Regions from separate parts of the Bos taurus genome. Here region 2 is linked to region 1. A link is a contact called in public Hi-C data. All regions are on one chromosome and are shown on one strand. The core of a region is the stretch at or near the end of the contact, and the rest is flanking DNA. Distances in the headings are between cores, read along the strand shown. Region 1 holds the start of LOC107131356 (a long non-coding RNA gene). Region 2 overlaps LOC112446481 (a long non-coding RNA gene).

Evidence for each region. A called contact is a pair of places that touch in the nucleus more often than the background predicts.
Region 2: a contact with region 1 is called in a Hi-C map of an unstated tissue, with 1.9 times the contacts expected there. The contact joins two enhancer-like sites. A contact is called at or near these places in 2 of 11 Hi-C or Micro-C datasets (liver and an unstated tissue).

Annotation. Positions count from the first base shown.
Region 1 is chr4:94,843,881-94,851,361 of ARS-UCD2.0, forward strand. It overlaps LOC107131356 (a long non-coding RNA gene), which reads right to left and starts at 6,137. Exons shown (of 11, transcript XR_009494353.1): 1 at 5,743-6,137; 2 at 1-4,885. It also overlaps a transcript of MKLN1 not described here. Within about 2 kb of position 2,316, at least 47 of the 102 cell types and tissues checked have an H3K27ac peak or open chromatin away from gene starts, as enhancers often do.
Region 2 is chr4:94,952,390-94,959,642 of ARS-UCD2.0, forward strand. It overlaps LOC112446481 (a long non-coding RNA gene), which reads right to left. Exons shown (of 8, transcript XR_009494367.1): 8 at 7,130-7,253. It also overlaps a transcript of MKLN1 not described here. Among named protein-coding and RNA genes, the nearest start is that of MKLN1, 70 kb to the right of the region's middle. Within about 2 kb of position 5,987, at least 31 of the 102 cell types and tissues checked have an H3K27ac peak or open chromatin away from gene starts, as enhancers often do.

The sequences.
Region 1 (7,481 bases), core at 1,066-3,565:
ATCTGCCATACAGCTAACAGTATTAGAAAGCAATCATTAGTAGGAATACAAAGACATTTCTTTGTGACGCAGTACCACTAACAAATGTGTATTTGTCACAAAAACATTGTAATTAGAACCCTCTGTTTTTAAGGATAAAACCTCTATTGCCTGTGAGTTTTATTTCTAATATCCTTAGAGAATGTATCAAGGAACACATTTTCAAAACAAATAGATTACTTCCACATCTAAATATTCCCACTAAGAGTTTATCCGACAGAAGAAAATGAAATAAATGAGAGAGAGAAGAGGATACAGAAACAACACTTCTGTACTCCAGACCAGAGTAGCTGTGTTTTTTTTTTTTTCCTCCTAAATTTTCAGGGCAAAACTTCTGCTACTCCGTATACTAACCACCTTGCACATTCTGCTACAAGCAGCCAATGACCAACAAAATTATATCGTGTCTAGCAACCTAAAGGACTTCTGTGAATGCTTGTGTAAATCCTGGGGAATTATCTGCATCTTCTAGACTCTTCACCTTACACGTATGTTCAAGTCTCAAAACAACTTCCATGGAATCAGTTCTCTCCAAATTACTGGGATCCCTTCTTCAAAGAAACTTAGGGAAAATGTTAGTAGCCTATATAGGTCTCAACGAATTCACCAGGTGATTCTTCTCCCTTTCATACAAGCAAAAATTTGCACATATATATACATACATATATATATATATATATGCTAAGTCACTTCAGTCGTGTCCGACTCTCTGCAACCCCATAGATGGCAGCCCACCAGGCTCCCCCGTCCCTGGGATTCTCCAGGCAAGAACACTGGAGTGGGTTGCCATTTCCTTCTCCAATGCATGAAAGTGAAAAGTGAAAGGGAAGTCGCTCAGTCCTGTCTGACTCTTAGCGACCCCATGGACTGCAGCCTACTAGGCTCCTCCATCCATGGGATTTTCCAGGCAAGAGTACTGGAGTGGGGTGCCATTGCCTTCTCCTATACATACATACATATATATATATATATATATATATATACATACACACACACACATATATAAATTGGCTGATCCTTAGGCAAACACAGAACTATTCCTATTCGCACAAACACATGCATTTAGGTAAAGGTAGATTTCCAAAGTAACATACGTAATAACTGAAAGACTGGGTTTTTAAATCAGCTTGCTTGGGTTCTAGATATGGATCGTCACTGACCAACTCTTACTCAACCTCCTGAGCTTCCACTCTGTCACCTATAAAATGGGGGTAACAATGTTTCATCAAGAATGTCAGGGCATGCCAGCATATAGCTACCAGCATCTACTGACAGATCAACACCTGTTGGTTTCACAGCTATCTATTCCAGCCAGCTAGTTCTGTAAACTCTCAACCTTCCTCGGTTATTAAAAACACTTACGGAGGTTTAAACACACACACACACACACACGCGCGCGCGCGCGCGCGCGCACACACACATACGTTCAGCCCTATTTGGATTTGGGTTCAACTGGTCTAGGATTGAGCCGGGCATCAGAATTCTTTCTAAGCCGGTCCAGTTACTTACGACGTGCAGTCTGGATTAAGAGCCACAGATAGGTCTCTATATGCCCACAGAGACTCACGCCTGCAGAGTCTGTTGATTTCCAACTGAAACAGCGCAGGCGGGCCCCCAGCCCGGATAGAGCAGGCTCGCCTGGATGCTGCGACGACGAACTCAAAAGTGCGGTGGGATTTACACCCACGCCCGCACACCGCTCACGAGAACCAACTCCCACGAACTCCACCAGGTGGGGCCTGGACACCCAGCGCGGTCGGGATCTGTCCAGGGCACACGCCCCCTCGCCCCTTCGGCGACAGCACCCCTCGGGCGCCCGGCCCTCCGGACGCGTGCGTCACCGCGCCCCAGCCCCCCTCCCGCCCCCGGCACGTGACTCGACACGCGCCAGCTGCACGCGGGCTCCATCAAAACAAAAACAGAGAGGGCCGGCCGGCCGGCCTGGCGGCGGGGAGCGCGCGGGGGCGGCGGGCGCGCCCCCGCTGCCGCTACCGCGCCTCCGCTGCCCAGAGCGCCGCCAAGGCCGCGCGCCCCAACCGGCCGGGGGCGGGAGGGCAGAGGGCACCACCCTGTTTACAGCCCTCGCTCCGGGCCGGGGGCCCCGCCCGGAAACGGTCTCTCGGGAAAGGGCCCTGGCGTGCGCACCCACCCGCGGCCCGGACGTCGGCGCTGGCGTGGGAGGCTCGGGCAGCCGCTCGGAATAAAGCCGCGTCGCCACGGAGCTGGGGCCCCGGGCCCGCGCGAGTCTCCGCTCCTCCTCAGCGCGCCGCCCACGGCTGCTTCGTGTCAGCCCCCGTCACGACTCTGCTACGCACTTCACCCCCCAGCTCTAGGCTCCGGCGCTTCCGCAGACCCTCCTCACGTGGCCGCCTCCTCCCGGCCCCCCGTACTCCCCAGCGACCGGGCTGAGGACCCTCCCGCACTTCGGGACCCTGCGCTGCTCCTACCCCGGGGAGGGGGTACATCGCCCGTCTTGGACCTCCCCCCCGCCACAACCATCTTCTGCCCCGGGAGGGAGGGTAGGGTGGCCATGAGCTGTCAGAAGCCCAGTTTTCCACATGACGAACCTCATCTTCACCCTTACACATCCCTACTCCCCCTTCAGCCTAGCTTCGAGATGAATCAGGTATTTAAAGCGGGGTTGGGAGGGGTTGTCTTCATTTTTCTCCCTGGTCGCAAAAAAAAAAAAAAAGACGCAGCTCTGCCGATCCGCTCGCTTTTAAGACTCCCCACGTCGTCCCATCATATGCAACTTACAAAATAGAAATGCCCACCACACACCTGCTACGCCACCCACCCTCTCGGAACCTGGAGACCCACCCAGCTCGCCTTCTGGAACCTGCGCCTGGGGTAGGGTGGGAGCGGTGCCGTCCGGTTCCCTAAAGTAAGAGGGAGTGAGACGGGGATCAGGCACCCCCCCCCCCAGCCCCGCCCAAGAGCGCGATCCTCCGGTCCCCCAACTCGAGAGCGCAGCAGGGCATCCTCCGTCCCTCCGGGTGGAACGAGGAAAGTAGCCGACGGCCTGGATGCCGGGGGGTGCTGTTTTTCCCCTTTAGAACGCAGACTCCGCGTCCTCTGTGAGCACCCCCACCCCCGTCGCCTTATTTCTGGTGGTCAGCAGAGGTGGGGTGGGGGGAAGACAGGACCAAGTACTCTCGAGGTTCCGGGATGTGACTCTCCGCGGAGTGAAGAGGTGGAATCTCGAAATGGAAACAATCTTCCCCCCTCCCTCCCCTCCTCCTCCTCCTCTTCTGTTTACCTCAAGTTTGAATTTTATCTGCGCAACATTAGCTGGAATGCGGACATTGAAAAACACACACACACACACACACACACTCTCTCAACCCGGCAGCAGCTCCGGAGGAGCCATGTGGCATCAAGCCACCTCAAAGGGGAAAAAAGTGCTCTTAGCAACACAAACATGGCGAAATCGCCTCGGCATTCCCGGCTAACGCCACCACCCCTACCTTTCCTCGCCCGGCTCGCCAACATCCCGGCTGGGACCTGCGGGCCCTTCCAGGGGGAGGCGAGGGGCCCCCGGGGAGTCCCAGGGTGGGACCGCGGGGCGTGCGAAAGAGGAAATAACCGGAGTCCACAGTGGAAATGTTTCTGCTGGACCATCGAGCCCGCCGCCTCGCAGCAGTGAGGGGATGCCTCTTTTCATCTCGAGAGGTCCAAACTGAGAACAAAATTCCCATCCCGAAGTCCTGCTGGGCCGGCTTTCCCCACCCTCCAGAACTTACCTTGGGGCTGAACACCCGCTGCCGCTTTAATCCGTTTCTCTTTCCTTCCTGCGGAGCGAGACGCAAGGGGGAAAACGATGCGCATGTATATTTGTAGAGCACAGTCTTCTAGAATTCCCCTTTGATCATCAGGAGGAGCGATGGAGGCTTCGGAGACAGGTGCAGTGCTGGCCGAGGCTGCCGGCTAAAAGTTGTTCTCTTGGCTGTGGGCGGCGGGGGTCCCCCGGCCGGGGCTGGGGACCGGGTCTCCCTTCCCCCCCGCCGGCGTCGCCCACTTCCCGCGGGGAACTGCTGCGTGCGGCTCGGCTGCAGGGGAGGTGGCGTAGTTTCTCTTCCTCCCACCTCTTCTCACTCACTTGTTTTTGTAGCCGTGGGCTCCCCTAATGCTTTCCTCTCCACAACGTTGTTTCATTATATCATGTCCATCATGTGACACCGGAGAGGCCTCTCTATGGAAACTTAAAGGGCCTCCCACGTGACTGCAGCAGCAACAACAGCAGCGGCAGAACTGGCGGCGGCGGCCGCAGCCGTTCGTACCACCACCACCACCCACCGAGAGCCCCTCGCAGCATCCCGGAGGGGCTCCTGGCGCTGCAGAAGCCTAGATAAGCGAGCCACAGCATCCGGGAGCTGTGGCGTCTGTGCGTGCGTGTAGCCTTTGCTCATTACATAGGAAACCGAACAGAAGGAGCGTCCTTAAATCCTTTCCTACAGTCACAAAACCCACGCTCTGTTAAAATGACATTTCGTGGCTCCTACTTTATTTTCCCCTAGAGCAATGAGTTTTCTATCAGGTCTGATTAAATTTTACCGAGGCAAAAAGAAGAACCGGACTTGTCCCTCTGCGAGTTCAGCCAGTTCTTGGGTGGCTCAGAAATGACAAAACAATAATAACAGAAATAGAATCAGGCATTTGATACATAATTACCATCGTACCAGCCTTAAAGCTTTTCTGGAATCAACATTCCTCCGGTAACTGTGTTGATGATGCTTGCAGGAGGCAAATGCAATGCAGTTTTTCTCTTCCGCAGCTATATTAGGACTTTGTTGCTGACAACAGTAAAAACTTGTTTGTGTCAGGAAGTGAGGTACGACGATATGACCTGGAAGGTACAGACAAAACCAAAGTGGCAGCTTTTGCATTACTTTTCTGACCACATTTTTCAAATAGAAGCAGCTGATCTGCTGTAAAATGCGTAGTGTGTTTGGTGGGAAATCAAATAATCAGAAAAACACATTTTCCCCTTAATCATAGTGGACGTGCTAGACGCTAGAAATTACCTATAGATTTATATATATGTTTCTATACAGAGAAAAAGTCTGTGCCTTTATATGATATTTTGAACCAATAACTTTGTCATCATTTGTAGCATTTAACTGAAGCATTTAACAGACACTGAAAGACTTAAGTCCAGTTATGTGTGAATCCATACCATCGGTTTTTAGAGCCTTCCGTGTTATTGAATCACAACCCCCAATCCTAAATCTCTGCCTTAAAGATTGCATGGATCATAGGATTTTATCCTGTAAATCCAAGCTAAACGGCTCTTTTGATGTTTTAGTTCATGCTTTTCAATTTATAAGGAAAACTCCCTGTTGGATTGGCAGCATTATGAAAAACTTCATAGGAAACTGAAGAGTGGGGCGGAAGATCATGTTTTCTTTGCCTTGACTATATCTCTTTCCACCTCATCAGTTTCCCTCTGATTATCAGCCATGATGCATGATCTCCACTACATCCCTTCTGATTCCTTAATATGTCCCTCAATATTTACCTTACCATCTAACGCCTAATTCTCACATCCCTTTCCCCTTTCCTGCTTTTGCCTCCCAATTCACCATGTGCTGCCTAGATACTTAGCTCAGGCCTCCCCAAATTCTCCCTCCCAGTCCTCCTTCCAAAGCAGGTCCCCTCCCCTTCCCAGCTCGGTCTCCCTTCTCTGCAACTCTACCTCCTTACCTTTCTTTGACCTCCTTTATTCTCCTTCACAGTCTGGCCCTCGACTTCTCGGCCTCTTCTTCCCCTTCTTCCCCTGCAATGACCTGCCTCAATTGGGGTCTCCTTCACACCCTTCTCTTTGGTCCCATCCCTTCTGACGCCGAACCCCCAGCTTTCCTCACGGGCTTGGCCTGGTCGGCTTGAGCCTGATTTTGTTCCCATGCCCCTGGGCTGGGAAAAGAGTGTGTGGTGCAAAGCGGGGGCAAGCATCCCCCTCGGCTGTGGCCCCTGCCTGGTTCCCCCTCCGCCCCTCCCGAGTCCCGGTTGCGGCGCTTCCTGGGCGGATGGTTGGGACTTGCTGCGGCAGCTGCGGTTCTGCTGTGTCATGCAAGAAGGAGGCGGCGGCGGCGGCGGCCGGAGCTGGAGGGGGAGGAGGGGAGGAACCTGATCTCTCCGGTAGCGAAGGGCTGGAGGCAAACACCGAGTTCCCCCAGAGCCGCCCGGGAGCAGGGAGGGCTCCGCCACCCCGGGGGGCCCTCCCCGCGGGGCAGATGGTAAGTGGGGCGGCGCAGGTGGTCGCCTTGGGAAGGGAGCGTGCAGGGGGTTAGGTGGGGAGGCGGGGAGAACTAGGAATCACCCTGGCCAAACTGAAGGAGCCCAGTCCCCAGCTGAAAGGGACCCAGGCCACAATAAGGATGACCAGTGGCAGTAGTTACCGTTCGAATAATGGCCCGCAGGTGACCCAAGCTACACAGAGGAGTAGTGCATCCTGAACCAAGGACCGAGCTAGAGGCAATGTTTCAGAGTTAGAAAACCATCATCCCATCAGCCCTGGCGCTTTAGGGTACAGCTGAGTAGCAGAAGTCGACATACACCCTATTCCTATAGCCTGGCTGAGCTTTATGGGTTGCCTTGTTTAAAACTAGGAAAGGGTATGGAAACCTGCCCAACCTCACTTTAGCCACAGACATAATGCTCTTGGCCAGTGGCCTTGGACAAACAGCCTCTGGTGCAATTAAACAATCAATAGGAAAAATAGCTTCTTTCCCTTTGCCACCCGCCTTTCCCAAGCAGCTTCAACCAGGGTAGTTTATGCTGTTTAAAGGAGAAAGAAAACTACGCCTTGCGGTTTCCCTCCCCCCTTACCCTCTGTCAGCCTCAGTCCTGCCACACAAACTGCCCACCCCAGCTTCAGACTATGATTTACATTCGATGAGGGGACTGTCTTAAAGCCTGAAGAATTTTCACCTCTGCTGCCCTTTACTGGGAGGGGATTCAGAAACGTAGAACTAAAAGCAGTGAACATGGGGACATGGGGACAGGCTGGGCATGTAGGAAAATTGCTCCTTTTACCTGAGTGCAGTTCTCAGGACAACTTAACATAAACACACATATATATTATATATATACATATGTATGTATATATATATTATTCTTGTCCATTTTGCTCCTGGAAATCAAAGCACTTTCTGCAACATCATTTTTTTTTTTTTTCAATGTCAGTCATACATTAGCAGTAAGGGGTTGGCGGGATTAACTGAAAGGCTAATGACTGTCTCAGAAGCACATGCTGTTGCTAGGGAACTCAAGCTCGTCCTGCTTTCTAATCACTCGTATGTTATGTGGAAATCAAACTTCTCAGGGTGCTATTAAAATGAATGGCATTTGGTTAAAGGAGTTCTCGCTTGTGTTGGAGCATCCTGAATTATTATCGACTCCCTCACACCCACATATCTTGTTTTCCTAATTTGATTTCTGTA
Region 2 (7,253 bases), core at 4,737-7,236, 110 kb after region 1:
TGGTGTCAGAATGGATTCAGCAATACTTTTGGATGTTTTAGTCAAGGATTTGGTTGCATCCTTGGCTTCCCCTAAACAAAAACCTTCAATAATTCCTCATTTCAAGTTCAGATTTCTATTCAAAGCCTTCTGTGGTCTGGCTGCAGACCACTTTCACCCTCCACCTCCAAACCACACCCTCCCCCTATACACCAACCTCAGTGAACTTGCCACCCAGCTCCTTTATATGTTCCCTTCCTTATTCTGTAGTACCCCAACACCGGCTGCATCCTCACTGGCCTCTTCAAAATGCTATCTTCCTGTGTTCTGTGGAACATTCCTCACCCTTCATGCATGAACAGAACCAACCACTCCTCCCTGCTGTTTTCAAGCGGCTCATGACACTTCCCTTCATTGGTGTTGTTCGGTCACTCAGTTGTGTCCGACTCTTTGCAACCCCAAGGACAGCAGCCAGGCTTGCCTGTCCTTCAGTATCTCCGTCCATTGAGTTGACGATGCCATCCAACTATCTCATCCTCTTTTGCCCCCTTCTCCTGCCCTCAATTTTTCCCAGCATCAGGGTCTTTTCCAATGAGTTGGCTCTTCACATCAGGTGGCCAAAGTATTAGACTTCAACTTCAGCATCGGTCCTTTTAATGAACATTCAGGGTTGATTTCCTTTAGGATTAACTGGTTGGATCTCCTTGCTGTCCAAGGGATTCTCAAGAGTCTTCTCCAACACCACAGTTCAAAAGCATCAATTCTTCAGCGTTCAGCCTTCTTTAGGGTCCAGCTCTCACATCCATACATGACTGTTGGAAGAATCATTTGATTAGATGGACTTTTGTCGGCAAAGTAATATCTCTGCTTTTCTAGTACGCTGTCTAGGTTTGTCATAGCTTTTCTCCAAGGAGCAAGTATCCTTTAATTTCGTGGCTACAGTCACTGTCTGCAGTGATTTTGGAGCCCAAGGAAATAAAGTCTGTTACTGTTCCCATTTTTCCCCCATCCCTTTGCCATGAAGTGATTTCATGGTCTACTGTTCAGCCCATGCGTGTGTCAGGTTCCTGCACTCGGTCCTCAGCTCCTTGAGTGGAGGATGGTTTATTGCAGCCCCCACACTGCCCTATGTGCTTCACTGTCAGTGCTCAATACATATTCAATCTTTATGTTTCAATCTCTCCGAAAAGGTAAAGTCAGTATTTTAAAAATTAGCTCTTGAGAGAAACCAACAGCAGGAAGGATTTTGGTGTCAGACAAATTTGGGTTCTAATCTAAGCTGTGCTGAGTATTAATACCAAAATGGCTTCCCAATTTTTATCTGTTCCAAGCCTGACTTTCTTCACTTCTAAAATGAAGACAATAAGATCTCTCTGTGAGGATTAAAATGAGATCAGGCAAATAGAGAACCCAACACAGTTCTGTCTTATCCTTACCCTCCTTTGATGTTAAAATATTTAAGATGTTGAAACATTTTACTCTGGAATATGAATCATATTCATCAGTTTAATACATGTGAGCCATTTTCTCATCACTGGCATAACCTTCCTTGATATAATACCTTCTTCTTACTTGCACTTGAAAGTTTTTCAAAGGCTTACCTTGTAAGTAGGATTGGACTTATCTGTTGTCACCCGAAAAATACCGGTACAGGACAATGATGAGGCAACTCATTGCTGAGTTATTTCCACATGTGCAGGGTCAACCTCACAGCATGACACTGGCCTCCTTCCTTCCAAAGTTAACTTTAAAGAGAATAAACACCATTAGGTGTCTCTTCTCTTTCCCCCTCCACCAAAAATCAGTTGCTACTTTCATCCATGGAAGAGGAGCAGTGAATTCCATTCATCCATCCAACATTTATTCAATGCCTTCTATGTGCTGCTGCTGCTGCTGCTAAGTCGCTTCAGTCGTGCGACCCCAGAGACGGCAGCCCACCAGGCTCCCCCGTCCCTGGGATTCTCCAGGCAAGAACACTGGAGTGGGTTGCCATTTCCTTCTCCAGTGCATGAAAGTGAAAAGTGAAAGTGAAGTTGCTCAGTCGTGTCCGACTCCTAGCGACCCCATGGACTGTAGCCCACCAGGCTCCTCGGTCCATGGGACTCTCCAGGCAAGAATACTGGAGTGGGGTGCCATTGCTATGTGCTAGGTACTGTGATAACAGATGAATCAGTCAGGGTCCGTGCCTTTAAGAGTTTCAGTCTATTGGGGTTTTTTGGAGGAAGATGAGCACCTAACTAAACAAGGATTGTTTGGTAACAATCAGCTCAGCAGGAAAAGCTTCAGAAAGAGGTGATACCTCGAAAAATCAGTACATGGCTGTCAACAGACAGTTAGGGCAGAGCACTTCAGGTGGAGGACCCCCAACTCTTGTTCCTCTTCCCTGATCATTCTGTGCAGCCAGATGTACAGCTGTCTTCTCGGTCTAGGGGACTCAAATTCTTCCTTGGCAGCAGCCACATTATTAGTGCTGGTTCCAATCAGAGGACTGACAGTAGACACTCTGCTGCTGCTTTTGCTGCCGAGACCACAAACAGCTGGAGTGGTTTGAGCTCCCTGGGGGATGGTGGAGGAGTTTGAGCATGCGTGTGTGTACCTGTGTCTATGTACATATGGGTCCAAGAGTGTGGGGTCTTTGTCCATCTGCATGGCCAGCTAGATGTTTATCTGCAGGTGTTGCTACAGAAAACAGAAGTGGATATTCAGGAAACAAAGTGATAGCTTGGGATCTCACAAACAGCTGAAGCACTACTCAGAGAAGGGAGAGGTTGAAATAACCTCTACCAAAACAGAGTGGAACAGAGAAGGAAGTTACATCAGAAGAGGAAGAATGCCAGTGTCATGCTGAAGAGCCACAAATGTCACAAAATAAAAATAAAATGGGGGATTCTTATTTTAGTCAAATGCTATTACAATATTTTCTTTTTTATAGCATTATTAAAATTAGTGAAATAATATTTAGTGCAGTGAACACAGAGGACACAGAAATACCAAGAAATTGCTATAATGTTTTAAAGTTCCATTTATTTGGATCAGTGATTGATTATAACTTTGCTTTCTACCTCCACATATGAGTTGGGGTTTTTCCTTCAGCATTTAAAAAATATAGAAAACAAGTTCTGAGGTTGACTTACTGAAGGACATCTAAAAAGTCTCATTGTTAGTACAAATTACAAAGTTCTGATAAATATAATCTAATAATAGTGAAGTGATTAAAGGGGTCAGAGCAAGAAATATAGATCCCAGAGATGTTATTAATTTTTTCTTTTCCGTTCATGTAGAAATGTTCATCTCTACCAAAAAGAAGTGTAAGAGTAGGTTTCATTTTGATTAGATTCTTGTAACCATACAAGTGAAAAATTTATAGAATTGACTTTAGGTGAGGAGGGATTATAAAAAGTTAATATAATAGTGAAATAAGCTTGGCATTGGATCTTGTATGAGTCTTTTGAATTTATTACTTTAGAATATAGGAATTGACTTTCCATTACCTTGTTAGAATTATAATGACTTCAGATGATTAACTGATTTGGCAATCTCACAAATAGTTAAAAGCATATGGAGAGGAACAAACTACTATATATGAAATAAATAAGCTACGTGGATATATCATACAACACAGGGAATACAGCTCATATTTTATAATAACTATACATGGAATATAATCTTTAAAAATTGGGAATCACTATGTTGTACACCTGAAACTTAGATAATATCAAATATCAACTATACCTCAAAAAAAGCATATGGAATTTAGCGCAGTGAACTGGGGAAATTTTGTGTGCTTTGGTCACAGTGCAAAACAGTACTTCCCAACTGGATGAACAGTTGGTCCATGTGCTAATTTACCAGGTAACTAGTGAGTAGATTTGGGGTGGACAGAATTGTGACGAATTGACTAGGGAGAGAAAAGTACCTGGTAAAGAACAGGCAAAGCAAGTGAGTCTAATGTTCACTCTGTTTGCACATGGTAGGTACTCAGTAAATAATTGTTGAAGGAAGAAAGGAATGAAATGAGTGAATGAGTGATGAGTATGAAGAAAGTGGTAATAAACACCTAATTCAAAATGAAATTTAAATTTTGTTTTGTGATAGGGTTATAACATATTTCCTCTATGATACTTGGCTTGGTGATATTTAAAGATATATAATTTTTAGAAGTTATGAGACCCCTGAAGGACAAAACATCTAAAAATTAGATTTGGGGGAAATAGAAATCAATGAAAATTTAAACTTTTAGATTTTCTGAATTTTCTTACAAATTTAAATTCAATGTTACTTTAGAAACATGATAATGTATTATGGATGGTTTATTCATAAAACCATTACATGTTTTTTGATAAATATAATTCATTCACATAACATTTACTAATTAAAATTTTTTTAATGAATTTACTGATGGTTGCAAGTTGATATCAAATATCAGTTGGCTTTTTCAATGAGAAGAAACAGGAAAAAATTTAAATCGTGGAAAAACAATAAATATCACAGAAACTTGTATTTTTTTCTAGATCCAGTGCATTCCTTAAGGAGTTTATTTTCAGGGAATAATCTAAGGACTGTGGGGAAAGGGAAAATAAAATTCACTGACTACAAGTTTTTAAACTGAAGTACAGTTGATTTACACTATATTGGATTCTGATGTACAGATTATGCTCCTTTAAAAGTTATTGTAAAATCATGGCTATTGAGTGCAACTTTTTCCCAAGCATCTACATTTTTGTTTAGTGAGTGATTGCCCCCCAAATTTGCCACTTTCCCTGCTTTCTGAGCTTCCACATCTCCAGGGACCCTCCATCTAGATGCATTTTCTGACTCAGAATTTGCTGAGACTCTCAAATCCCAGTCCGAAGGAGTCTCACAAACTCCCTGCCCCAGCTTGTGTTCTAGGAAGCAAGTCCTTCCCGAAAGGGTGCCCAAGGAATGGGAGAGAGAGAGAGAGACAGGATGCCAAGTTCTGTTTTACGTTTTAAATCTGTAGATCTTTCCTTTGAATGAGTGGTAGGCCATTCTCAATTCCTGCTCCTCTGTATGGAAGAATTTAGCATCACTTCCCTTGCTGATCCAAGGAACTTTGCTCTTTGTCCAAAATACAGCTCTTCCCCAAAGCAATTTCCCCTCCTCTGAGAAATGCTTTTGTGTCAGGCTGCACTGCCCTTGAACCAGACAACTTTCTCTTCTTGTCTTTATCTGTCTAAATAAAGCTAACCTACATTTGCTGCCTAATTCATTCGGATGCTTGCTGATGCTATTTAAAGGATCCCTCAAGGCTCCGTGGAAAACAAGATGCATTATCTTCAGTCGGGAACCTTCAGGTTTGTTGGTCATTTAAGGAATTCAAGAATTGAAAGAATCCATTCAGTCTTTAGTAGTTCAGATGTGGAGGACAAAGGAGTTCTTCGTGTTTTTTAATCCCAGGCAATCTTTGACTTGTCCATTGCTGGGATCAGTTGATGATGAAAGAGGGAACTAGAAAGTTAATCTGTGTGTGTGTATCTGCATGTGTCTCTCTGTGTGTGTATGCACACACATGCATGTCTCTCCTTGTCTCTAGGCTTCAAGAAATTTGCCCAACAGAAATTTTTTTTTTATTCTGGACTCTGATAATTTGCTAGTCCATTGTGAGTTTACTTTCCCCTCTCAGGGAACAAAAGTGAAAGATAAAAAGGAAATGTCACCTTCATAAATAGGCTTCTGGTGAGTTTTTGGCTTGTCTCTATCTCCCCCTCTTCAGCCTCCATCAGACATTAGAAAATTCTGTGACTTACATGTTCCAGGGAAAAAAAGAGGAAACTCTAAACAGGGAAAGGAAAATAATGGGATTGTAAATAGGACTCCACTGTACATTTCTATAGGACTGGGAGTTCAGAGAGGTTTCAGATCTGTTGCTTGTTTTTTCTCATCTGGGATTTATGTCAGTCTGTCTGCTTGCTTAGTGGGAGGGAGAGCTGGTACAAATGGGATGGTTTTAACCACCAGTGCACTGCTTAAGCACATGCTTTTATCAGCATCCACTTGTTCAGCCACGATTCTCTGACGTCCATTGCAGTGAGTGAGTCAGAAGCCACAAGCTAACAGGTCTATTCCTTCCCGCCGTCACCTAGGAAACCGATGCATCATCCACAGGAAATGCAGGCCTCGATGGGGAGAGTGCCCAGATCGGGTTATAAAGCTGGCAGTGAGTTTTTCAAAAGAGGTCAAATAATAACGTGTAGAATTTTAGTCTAGGGTAGAAAGTGGATCCAGCCTCTCAGGCATGGATCAAGGACTGTCAGGCAGAAATACTAGGAGAAATTACTCAGCTAAAATCATGAAGGATGTCTGCTTTATAAGAAATTGGCCAAGGGCAAGGGGTATGGAGATATGGTTTGATTCTTCCAGACAGCAAACACATTTAGTTGCTCATTGGCTGAGAGTAATTTTTTTAATGTTACAACAGTGTGTGAAGTAAGATGAGAAAATTGACATGATGTCAAACCAGGCTTTCCGTTGAGTGAAATATATATCCCCCATTGTCATTGTCTCTGTCTTAAAATAGTGATGGAGAGTTCCGTCAGAGAAAAACCACACCCTGATTCCCCTCGTGCTGTCACTTTTTTTTCTGCCTGTGCCTCGGTTTCTCCCTCCTTGACTACTATGGTTCAGCACTGCCTATTGCCTTAGCGCTCATACACAATCGACCGCACACTGTCCACATATCTGCAAAGATAAGCTTAACACAGCTGAGAAAAATTACCTGTGGAGTTTCAAGTTGTTTGACAAGCTTAACGTCTCCAGGTACATTTTACATGCTCATGCTGCTATGGGTGAAACAGCCCACGGAAAAGTACAACATGAGCTGTACCAGAACTTCCTGTTTTAGGCTCAAAGAATATTAAAACAGGAAAGAAAAACAACTCAGAAACCACTGGGCCCAACACCCTCATTTTCCACACGAGAAATGAGTCCCAGACAGATAATTTGTTTAAGGTCCTCTAGGGAATTAGTGTGTCTGTTGGGGGTCAGGAAGAGGAGAGAAGATGGGCTGCAAGCTCAACTACAAGCTCAGAATGAGTCAATAGGTGATATGGCCACCTAAGAGACTATTATAATATTGAACTGCATTAATTGAAGTATGGAGTCCTTACTAAGAGGGGTAATTGGTACCCTTACAGGCTGGTCAGCATTGCCAAGAAAACAATATTCTGTCCTGAGTACCCATCGAATAGGAAACAGTAACAAAACCAAATGTTCCCAGAGGAGGGTAAAGATGGTGATAGGTTTTAGCTCCATAC